Linked DNA regions of Sus scrofa: region 2 is linked to region 1. Evidence: chromatin contacts called from public Hi-C data. All regions are on one chromosome and are shown on one strand. The core of a region is the stretch at or near the end of the contact, and the rest is flanking DNA. Distances in the headings are between cores, read along the strand shown.

Evidence for each region. Hi-C and Micro-C count contacts between places; a contact is called where the count stands out from the background.
Region 2: a Hi-C map of skeletal muscle shows a contact between it and region 1, with 3 times the contacts expected there. The contact joins two enhancer-like sites. A contact is called at or near these places in 3 of 47 Hi-C or Micro-C datasets (embryonic fibroblasts, epiblast stem cells and skeletal muscle).

What each region holds. Positions count from the first base shown.
Region 1 is chr5:13,523,102-13,527,588 of Sscrofa11.1, forward strand. It overlaps RIC8B (synembryn-B), which reads right to left. Exons shown (of 11, transcript XR_002343919.1): 5 at 1-80. Among named protein-coding and RNA genes, the nearest start is that of RIC8B, 55 kb to the right of the region's middle. Within about 2 kb of position 2,325, at least 11 of the 83 cell types and tissues checked have an H3K27ac peak or open chromatin away from gene starts, as enhancers often do. A contact at or near this core is called in skeletal muscle, where this site is marked.
Region 2 is chr5:13,823,018-13,827,482 of Sscrofa11.1, forward strand. All of the region lies in intron 23 of POLR3B (DNA-directed RNA polymerase III subunit RPC2), which reads right to left. Among named protein-coding and RNA genes, the nearest start is that of RFX4, 66 kb to the left of the region's middle. Within about 2 kb of position 1,579, at least 17 of the 83 cell types and tissues checked have an H3K27ac peak or open chromatin away from gene starts, as enhancers often do. A contact at or near this core is called in skeletal muscle, where this site is marked.

The sequences.
Region 1 (4,487 bases), core at 1,075-3,574:
CTGTTTCTTCATGGGTTAATGGACAAATGAGAACATCCAAACAAGAGACTGGAACATTGCTTAAAAGGTTGACCGCATTGCTGAAAAGCAATTTAAAAAGACAATATTTTAATTTGATTGAATAGTCCTTTAAAATGCAAACATAATAAGAAGTTCAGAAATGACTTTTAGGAGTCAATTAAAATTCTTCTTTTTCAAAATAAGCCTTTAATATTACTTGGCATTTAATGACTGAGAGAGAGAAAATAAAGAGTACTATTTCAAATATACATATGACAAATTGGAAAGATGTTAAACAGACATACACAATCACACATAATGTCATGTCACTCTCTGAAATGCTAAAATGGAATTAGTGAGCTTTAACACCAGCTCCTTAATTTTATTATAACACAATACTAGCTTTGCAGTTCTTCCTTGGGGTTTTAAATCCTTTTGTGGATCCGCTGGTGTTTTATTATTCCTTAGATTACAACATAAAACATTAGAGGAGCACAGTATATAAGCAGCTTATCACAGAGGCAACATTAAGAAACAAATACTGTAAGATTATGTTTTGTCCTTTCTAGATGTAAAAATACGATTTTTTTTGTAAGACATTTGCAGAAAATGGAAAATGATCCTTTTTCTCCCTCTTGCCCCCAGATTTCTTTAAAAGAGGCCAACATAGCTATTTTGAATCTCTATTCCTAGGCCTTTCTGCTATGTATTAATGAAATAATAAGCGTGGGATGCACACCAGTAGGGGGAACTCAAGACTTGTATTTTTTTGGTATTCCCTAAAAATCTTGTTCTGTTCCTTAGTGTATAAGAGATTAAAATGACACTAACAATTTTAAAATTAGACATGCTCTCAATTAATTGATTTTCCCCCATACATTATTTCATATTTTTTTTCATTTAAAAGGAGAGGTGATGTTCTGTGCTAACTGGATCTTAAAAGCTGGTGCCTCAGAACTTCCTGATAAACAACAATGGAGAGACAGGCATTACATTTCCTAGTGACAGAGAACCAGATCTAAAAATAACCACATCCTGACTAAAAATAAACTCTTGCAAATGCAATTTAAAAGTCTAACTACTTAGAAACTAAATTCAGGGCTTAATCTAACTGATGCTGCCTTAATTTAGCCCACAGTAGTTTATTTTAATTTAGATTAGAGTGATACTCTACAAAATAAAATAAAACAACAAAACAGAAACAAAATAAAAAATATTTTCTCTCCTTTACCCTGAAGTGTGGCTCCTTTTCTCCAAGAATATTTCCTTTCTTTTTATACTACTGGGGAAAAAATTCATAAAAACTCAAAGTTTAAAAAAGTAGACAATGGAGAACAATAAGTGGTAATGTGCAGGGAATCAAAAAAATCGGAACTAAGAACAAAAATAATGTAACAAGTCCTATAAGTAAATGGTTCCCTGTAAAACACAAGTTATTTGGTTGTCCCCACCAAGAATCTACTGCTGCTGCTATTACTACTATTATTAAGCAAAGTCCCTAATTTTGTTTATTTGGAAATAATCACAATTGGCTGAAATACAGTACTTCACCCACAAACTTTCTTTTCAAAATTTTTGTAATCACAACATTGTAGGTCAACTACACTTCAATAAAACTTTTTTAAAAATGGGGAAAAAAACATTTTTGTTAAAAAATAAGAATTTTGCAAACATCTGTAGTTCCTTATAGATAAAAATATTGTTTCAGACTTAAGCATTTGGAAACTATTATTAAATATAGATTCACTGAGGTTAAAAGAGAAAAAAAAATAGAACTCTACCTTGGAATTACTTTCTAAAACTAAAAGCCATTCTGAAATGTTAGAGGATTTTTTTTTTTTTTTTCAACACATAGGGCAACAGGCTGGAGTCCACCAAAAGTGTGATTCTCTGAGTCTACCAGAGAGAACACACTGAAAAGTTTAAGGCAATGCAGTTCATTACAAAGGAATGTTTTCCTTTATATTCATCTAAAATAAGCAGTTTCCAGGAATCTGCTAAGTTTAAGAAACGAAACATAGAGTTTGATTCAACAAATATTTGCAGGTTTTAGGCTTTTCAAGTAAAGTTCTCATTTTCTTGTTTCTTATTAAACAACTGGGTTCTCAAACAACTACAAAATTAATTTTCTGGCTCACTGTGTTTGAGCTATTCTTTTTAAGTAAGGAAAGCCAGCTTTTTGAGCTCTGTCACTTCTCTGACAGTTTTATTTGTGGTAGAAGAGTGTATGAAATTCTCCAGCTACCAGGAAGTCAGTGACTATGCACAGATCTGCACAATGGTGTTTGCATTCCTACTCCAGGGGGTAGAAATACTGTGTATATTACTCTCTCCTTTTCAGCTTCCTAGGGATCATTAATCACTGGGACATGACATCCTCCCACTCATACTCCCAGCCCCCTCCTGATATGCAAATTCAAAAGCAGGACCTATTTTGGGCTTCTTAAAGCTCTGATTAAAGTCTTGTTAGTTGTGGGAGAGAAGAGGCAATCTGAAATCCAGTCCTGTATCAATCACTGGGCTAAATATAATTTAATATCAGATGACACTGAGAAGCATAACAGCACACGTAGACCTACAGCTTGTTAACAAACCTTCCTGGTCAAATGTATCTTTTTTATATTTGGGGCTTACATATCTTTTTTCATTGTTGGAATATCTACTTGAATGAATTTCAAGATCGCGAAAAGATTTTCAGATGTAAATACATAAGTTTACTTTCATCTAACTCAGTTCAGTAATTATCTACTAATTACTTAATGCCAGGCATTGTTTTAGGCAGGTATCATGAAGAAAAGAGAGAGAAACTCCTGCCTTTGTGGAGCTTATTTTCCAATGTGGAGAGCATACTCAATGAAAAGTAAACAAACAAAAAATAAGTTAATGGAAGAGAAGGTAATAAAGGTCTAAAGGTAAAATTCAGGAGGCTGAAACGGAACATGTGAGTTGTAATTCTGAAGAGGGTAGTTTTGGGCAGACTTCACCAGACTGTGTCATTTAAGCAAAGACTTAAAAAGGATGTTAGGGAGTGAGCCCTGTGACTATGTGGGGAAGAAGAAGGGCAAGAGTGAAGGTCCCAGGACAGAGGCAGTAGGGTGTCTGAAGAACTGTGAAGAAGTTGGTGTGGCTGAACCACCATACACAGGGAGATCAGCTGGGTGACAAGAGGCCAGATTGGTTTTGCAGACTATTCCAACTGGTGAGGAAGAAGGGAAACCAAGGAAGGATGGTAGCCTGGAAGAGAGTCTATCAGTAGGAATGGAGTGATCACCTATGTCTAATGATGTGGACAGATCAAGTAAGATGACAACTGATAAAACATCCACTGGATTTAACAACACAGATGTGACCTTAATAGCAGCCATTCTGGTGGAGTAGTGGGACTAAAATGCCTGAGTAGACTGGATTTAAGAGAGAATAGTGTAAGAATCAGATAGTTGGCCTTTAGAGGAGGTTTGTTGCACAGGGCAAGAGGAGACTGGGGCCAGTGGAGAAGTATAAACTCACAGTGACCTGCTTTTTATTCTCTGCATGTGCTGTAGACATATTTTCGTTTCTGTATTTGTCCATGTTTTCTCCTGCTTAGAATGGGCTCATTCTTGATGATTAGCTCAAACTTTACTTCATTCTCAGCAAATATTTACTATGCCTTGTACTAGGTGCTAAGTATACAAAATAAGCAAAAAAAGCTCCTTTTCCTAAGAATAGGCAGCATAACATAACTTGCAGAGCAATAGGTTGAATTCTAGGTTGTCTCAGTAAAAGTGTGCATTGGGCAAATTACATGACCTCTTCTAGGCCTTAGTGTCCTTATCTCTAAAGTAAAGGGAAATAAATTTATCCCATCAAGTTGATGTGAGGATTAAATGCAAAACACTGCCTGGTACACAGCAAATGGCAACTATCAAGGGGCTTTTGAACAGAAAACATACTGTACTATAAGAGGCAACAATAAATATCTGGAAGAATGAGAGAATATGGTACCTATGAGGAAATGAAAACAGGCCCCTAAGTTTAAAGTAAAGGACAAAGCCTCTAAAGGACAGGGACTTAGTAGGCATTAAGACCAGAAGGTTATGGAGTTTCTGTCGTGGCTTAGTGGTTAACGAATCCAACTAGGAACCATGAGGTTGTGGGTTCAATCCCTGGCGTTGCCGTGAGCTGTGGTAGGCTGCAGACGTGGCTCAGATCCCACGTTGCTGTGGCTCTGGCGTAGGCCGGGCAGCTACAGCTCCAATTCCATCCCTAGCCTGGGAACCAAGACCAGAAGGGTACGTATATGTGTGTCTAGTGTCCTAAAGGGATTTTACAGGGGACTGCCATGATGAGATATATGTTATAGCCAGATGGGTTACTGACGGCCTTAAACCAGAGTTGTACTGGTAAAGGAGTAGGTGCAGGAAAACAGAGGTGTCCCAAATGAGGCTGTGGATCATTAATAAATGCAAAGTGACAAAAGAAGTTTGCTCTTAATCTTAAAGACAGAA
Region 2 (4,465 bases), core at 329-2,828, 300 kb after region 1:
TGCTTAAGTTGTGGGGACTTTTTTCTTGGTATAATCAACTTTATCCTTAAGTTTTTGCAAACTGACACCTGATAACAGCCAATGCCAAAGTTCAAACCTGCTACTCGGACTGGTTGTAAGTGAACTCAGCCTTACATTTAATTTACTGCTTAAATTTTTTTTTAATTCCTCTGATTTCTTCCTTGGTACAAGGCATATAGGGGCACAAGTCAGACTATTGACCATACAATTCAGAATTAGAAAGCTAATGTATGATGGTGTTAGACCGAGAAAAAAGTGCTGTTACAGTAAAATTTCTTCTCCTTTGTATATAAAGTTATCAAACATCTGCACCTATTGAAAAGAAACTATTCTCAAACTATTCCTCAGTTTGATTTCTACATAATTACTCACACTATCTTAAATTTTTCGTGATGTGTATAACCACCCAGAGCTGACATCTAAAGAAAAAGAATGCCATTTGCCTATTTAATGTCAGTTATCAATATTCAGATTTCTAGCGGCTGCCAACTGTATGGTAGTTAGACTGGGGTTGAATTCTAGAGCATGGAGGTACTTTAATTGGCTTTTTGGTTGAAATTGTATTGTTTAATGATAAAGAACATACGCTTTCCTGCATCAAGCACAGAAAACATTCAGTCCACTTTTTTCAAATTCAGCTGCAATGTGTTAGAATTTAAATCAAGCTAAGTCTGTGACCCTCCTTTCTTCCCTCCCAAAATCCATCTTGTCCACACTGAAATTATCTGACAAAACACTAGAGCCACTGGGAAATCTACCCTGAAAGAGATCAAACTGTAAATCTAGGTGCACCGACAACAACATTGTTTAGCAGTGAACAAAATGTTAGAACCGGCAATTCCTGAAGAGGCCAGTCCTGGGATGCGCTTGGGTGAGAACGTCCCTTTGGCTGGTGAGGAGCTGGAGGGTTCAGCTACATCCCTTAACGCAAAGTGTAAAAGTGTAAGAGAAGAGCCTCGGCACCCCCATCAGCGGCACCCCTTCCAGGCCAGTTCATGGGGGACGGCGGCGTCTGCTCAAGAGGAAGCTGCCCCTTCACCCCGACAAGAGAAGGTGGGGAGTGAGGTGCAGCGTGGAAGCAGGACACACTGGGGGAGGGTAAGGAGAGGGGCGATTTGCATTTTGTGTTCTCAGTCTCAGCGGACACGTTCAATCAAGCAAATTTATTTTGTTACTAAAAGGAAAGCAAGGCTCCCTCCCCTGAAATCTGATCCCTAATGAATCTGCTCGAAATCTGATTAATATTTGGTACAGAGCTTCCTCGCTTGGGAAGTTGTTTTCTTACAGGCCCTCTTCTGACACTGCAATTTAAAAATACATTGGTTATGTAAGTAACTTTCAGATTTTTTTCATTCCATTGTAGGAGCCGCTGTGGCTGCATCTGAATCAAGGGCACCTGTAAGCCAAAAATTAAATCTTAGCTAACTTAAAATTACTTTAGGCTCTGAAAACCCTTTTATATGCCAAGATGGTTCCCATAGCAGACAGGCCTGTGTTGTTTGTTTTGTGTGAAAGTGAATGATAAAAGATCCATGAAATCGACACAGAAAGCCAGAACAGCAGAAAGAACCGAGGGCTCTCCATCATTGCGGCTTCTCCCCTCTGCTGACTTGCGGAACAATGGAAGCTACACATCCAACTGCAGATCTAACACAGCTGTGCATTTCGTTAGATGAAGAGCACTAGTCACACGAGTAAATAATTAACTTATTCTGGTCCGCTGACTGTGCTTATGAGACCAGCCATAGCTGACAGATTTTAATACAAGTTAACACAAAGAGACCATAATGAGCTTAGAAGTTAAAACAAAATATTTAGACAGAATGTGATGATCTCGAATCTCAAATTAGACAGATGATTTTTTAAAGTTTGTATTTTACGGAATTCATTAGTGGGGGGAAGAGAGTTCTCAATCTTAGAACCACACTTTTCTTTTTTAGAAGGTATTTCTGTTTCAGAATTATTCACATTTTTAATCAGAGCAGGAGGTCTTTTTTTTTTTCCCCCTCTTATTTTCAAAGGAAAAATTAAAACTCTGGTTTCTCCAGGGACAGAGCCATAAAAACGTCTTCCCATGTTTAGAAAAAAGTTATAGTCACTTTCCTTTAATGCTGGTTTAAAAATGTAAATGATATGCAGTACGCCTCAGTGTGTTAACACGCCCCTGGATCCTTCAAAAGAGGATGGACTACAAATAAACCATATCGAATGGAAGCTGTTGTGAAACAATTACTGATTCATACCTTAAATGCTTACACAGCATTTCAGATTTTAAAATAAAATTTCATCCCCTGGCTCAGGCTGGTGTCTCAACCCCATTGTTTAGAGCACAGCCTCCTGGCAGGGAAATGCAAAGACACCAGTTTAACAGGCCTGGGGAACATTTAATGCACTCACAGGGGCCAAATGGGAATTAGACCACAGACCACACTACAGAACTTTTAACAAATGAAAACAGACAATAAGGAAAAACTGGAACCCAGGAAGTTAGAGCAGAAAGGTTCTACAGATACCCAGTCAAAAAATATTATTCCATTGCCATCAATCTTAATTTCAAGCTGTAAAGGCGAAGAACGTAGGGCATCTAAAGAAGCCACAAGCCTGACTGCCAAGCCACACGGGAAAGGCAAGTCAGGGGCGCCCACTGCCACATTCTGTGTCGTGCCCCAGACACTGGGGGCTCTTACGCCAATTTGTTATTTCTATTTCCGTGGCCTTGCAGAAATATAGAAATCATTTTAAGAATAGGTTTATCCAGCAAAAGTCTGGTTAATCTGACAAATCACTCTTAGAAAGTATTTCTAATCATGAACAGCAACTGACTTGTTCAAAAGTCATTTGTGGACTTTTTTTTTTTTTTAAACTAGTCTTAGTATAATGGATCCATCTCAATCCAAATAGGAGGGGGGAAAAAAGCTAAGAACATGAAAAAAAAAAAAAAGGTAAGAGAAAACTAAAACATCGTATTACTTTACAGAGACAGGAAACCAAGAAATAACTGGCAAAAAAACCTGCAATAATATCTTTAATTTGAAAACTCTTTTTGGTGTGACTTTATTAAGAATCAACTAGCAAAGTGTTGTCTATTTTGCCGACAGCTAGGTCTCCCCTTAAGATCACACTCTGCTTCACTTTTAATTGTTAAAATTATTAGTTAGCAAATATACCTCCTATGTATAACCACTTTTGGGTTAAATTTACCACTCTGAGATGGATATGTTATTTTCTGAGTGAGAGAGAATTAGTTTCCTCAATTCCCTCAATTTACACGCTGTGCGAAAAGTGCCCTGATGGTGGGGGGTAAATGACGAGGTTCAGAGCCACGAGTCCCCTCGAGGGGTGTCCCATACACATTCCCTAGAGGAAGGCTGAAAGTGAAAACACCTGTAGAGGTCACCCAGCCACACTCGAATGCTCTACGTGATGCAGGGCAAACCTGGTGGTGCATCCTGCTGAAATAACACTAATCAGAGTCTAAACTGCCTACTGTTACTGTCTGTAGGTACTGCTTAGACACGGCTATTTATTCTCCACAGTTTAATGCTCTGTGCACGGAACGAAGGTGAAATGATGCTGCCATGTTTCTTAGTCATAGTGCAAGAAGAGGGGTGGTGTTTGGTGAAGGAGCAATTACCGTGAAGCCCAATATCAATGAGGTTCCTATATGGGGGTTGGGGGGAATGCCCTCTCTAAAGGGCATCACCCCCTGGCCTCTCAGACCTGTGTAGGATGGGTCATCAAGGAATCAGGTGACCTCAATTTGGTTGGGTGCAGTTCAGCTGATGCTGCTGCCTTGGGGGTAAAGTACCACTTGCTGCTGAGCCTTAGTTGTTTGGTCTTTGGAATGGGAATACTTAGCACCCGCCTAATGAGGTAACTGTGTCACAAGAACAGATGAACTAACGTCTGAGAGGTACTTTAAGGTCCTCAGAGAAAAGCAGCATCTATTATTACGTAAGAAACTGAATTACTCTTATTGCAGGAAACAAACTAGCAACGCAAAGGGGAATGAATGAAAGGAGCAGATGCAGTTGCACTAACTGTGGCCGAAAAGCAGCTTGCTCTGCTGGGCTGTTCAGACCATTTCACACGATCAGGATGGTGTCTCCTAATAAGTTGAGAACTTCACAGGACCTGGGCTGCGGATTTCCAGCGCACGACAGCTTACTGCTGATGAACGTGGTGGTAAATGGGGCCGAAGAAGCAGCAGGAATGCTTTCAAGTTCGCCTGTGAGTGTTAAGAAATGTCTCTACTTTGAACAAACTCGTCTCAATAAGCCTTTGCATAGTCAGTAACGTAAACCTCTAAATCAAAACGTGAAGGCGAACACAGGTGCATACGCCTTTCTTCCTCCCCCCTTCCCAGTTACCGAATTAACCTTCTTTTATTCCTCACCCCACCACCTTAAATAATCCCAAGGGGGAGAGGAGGGGACGAAAACTG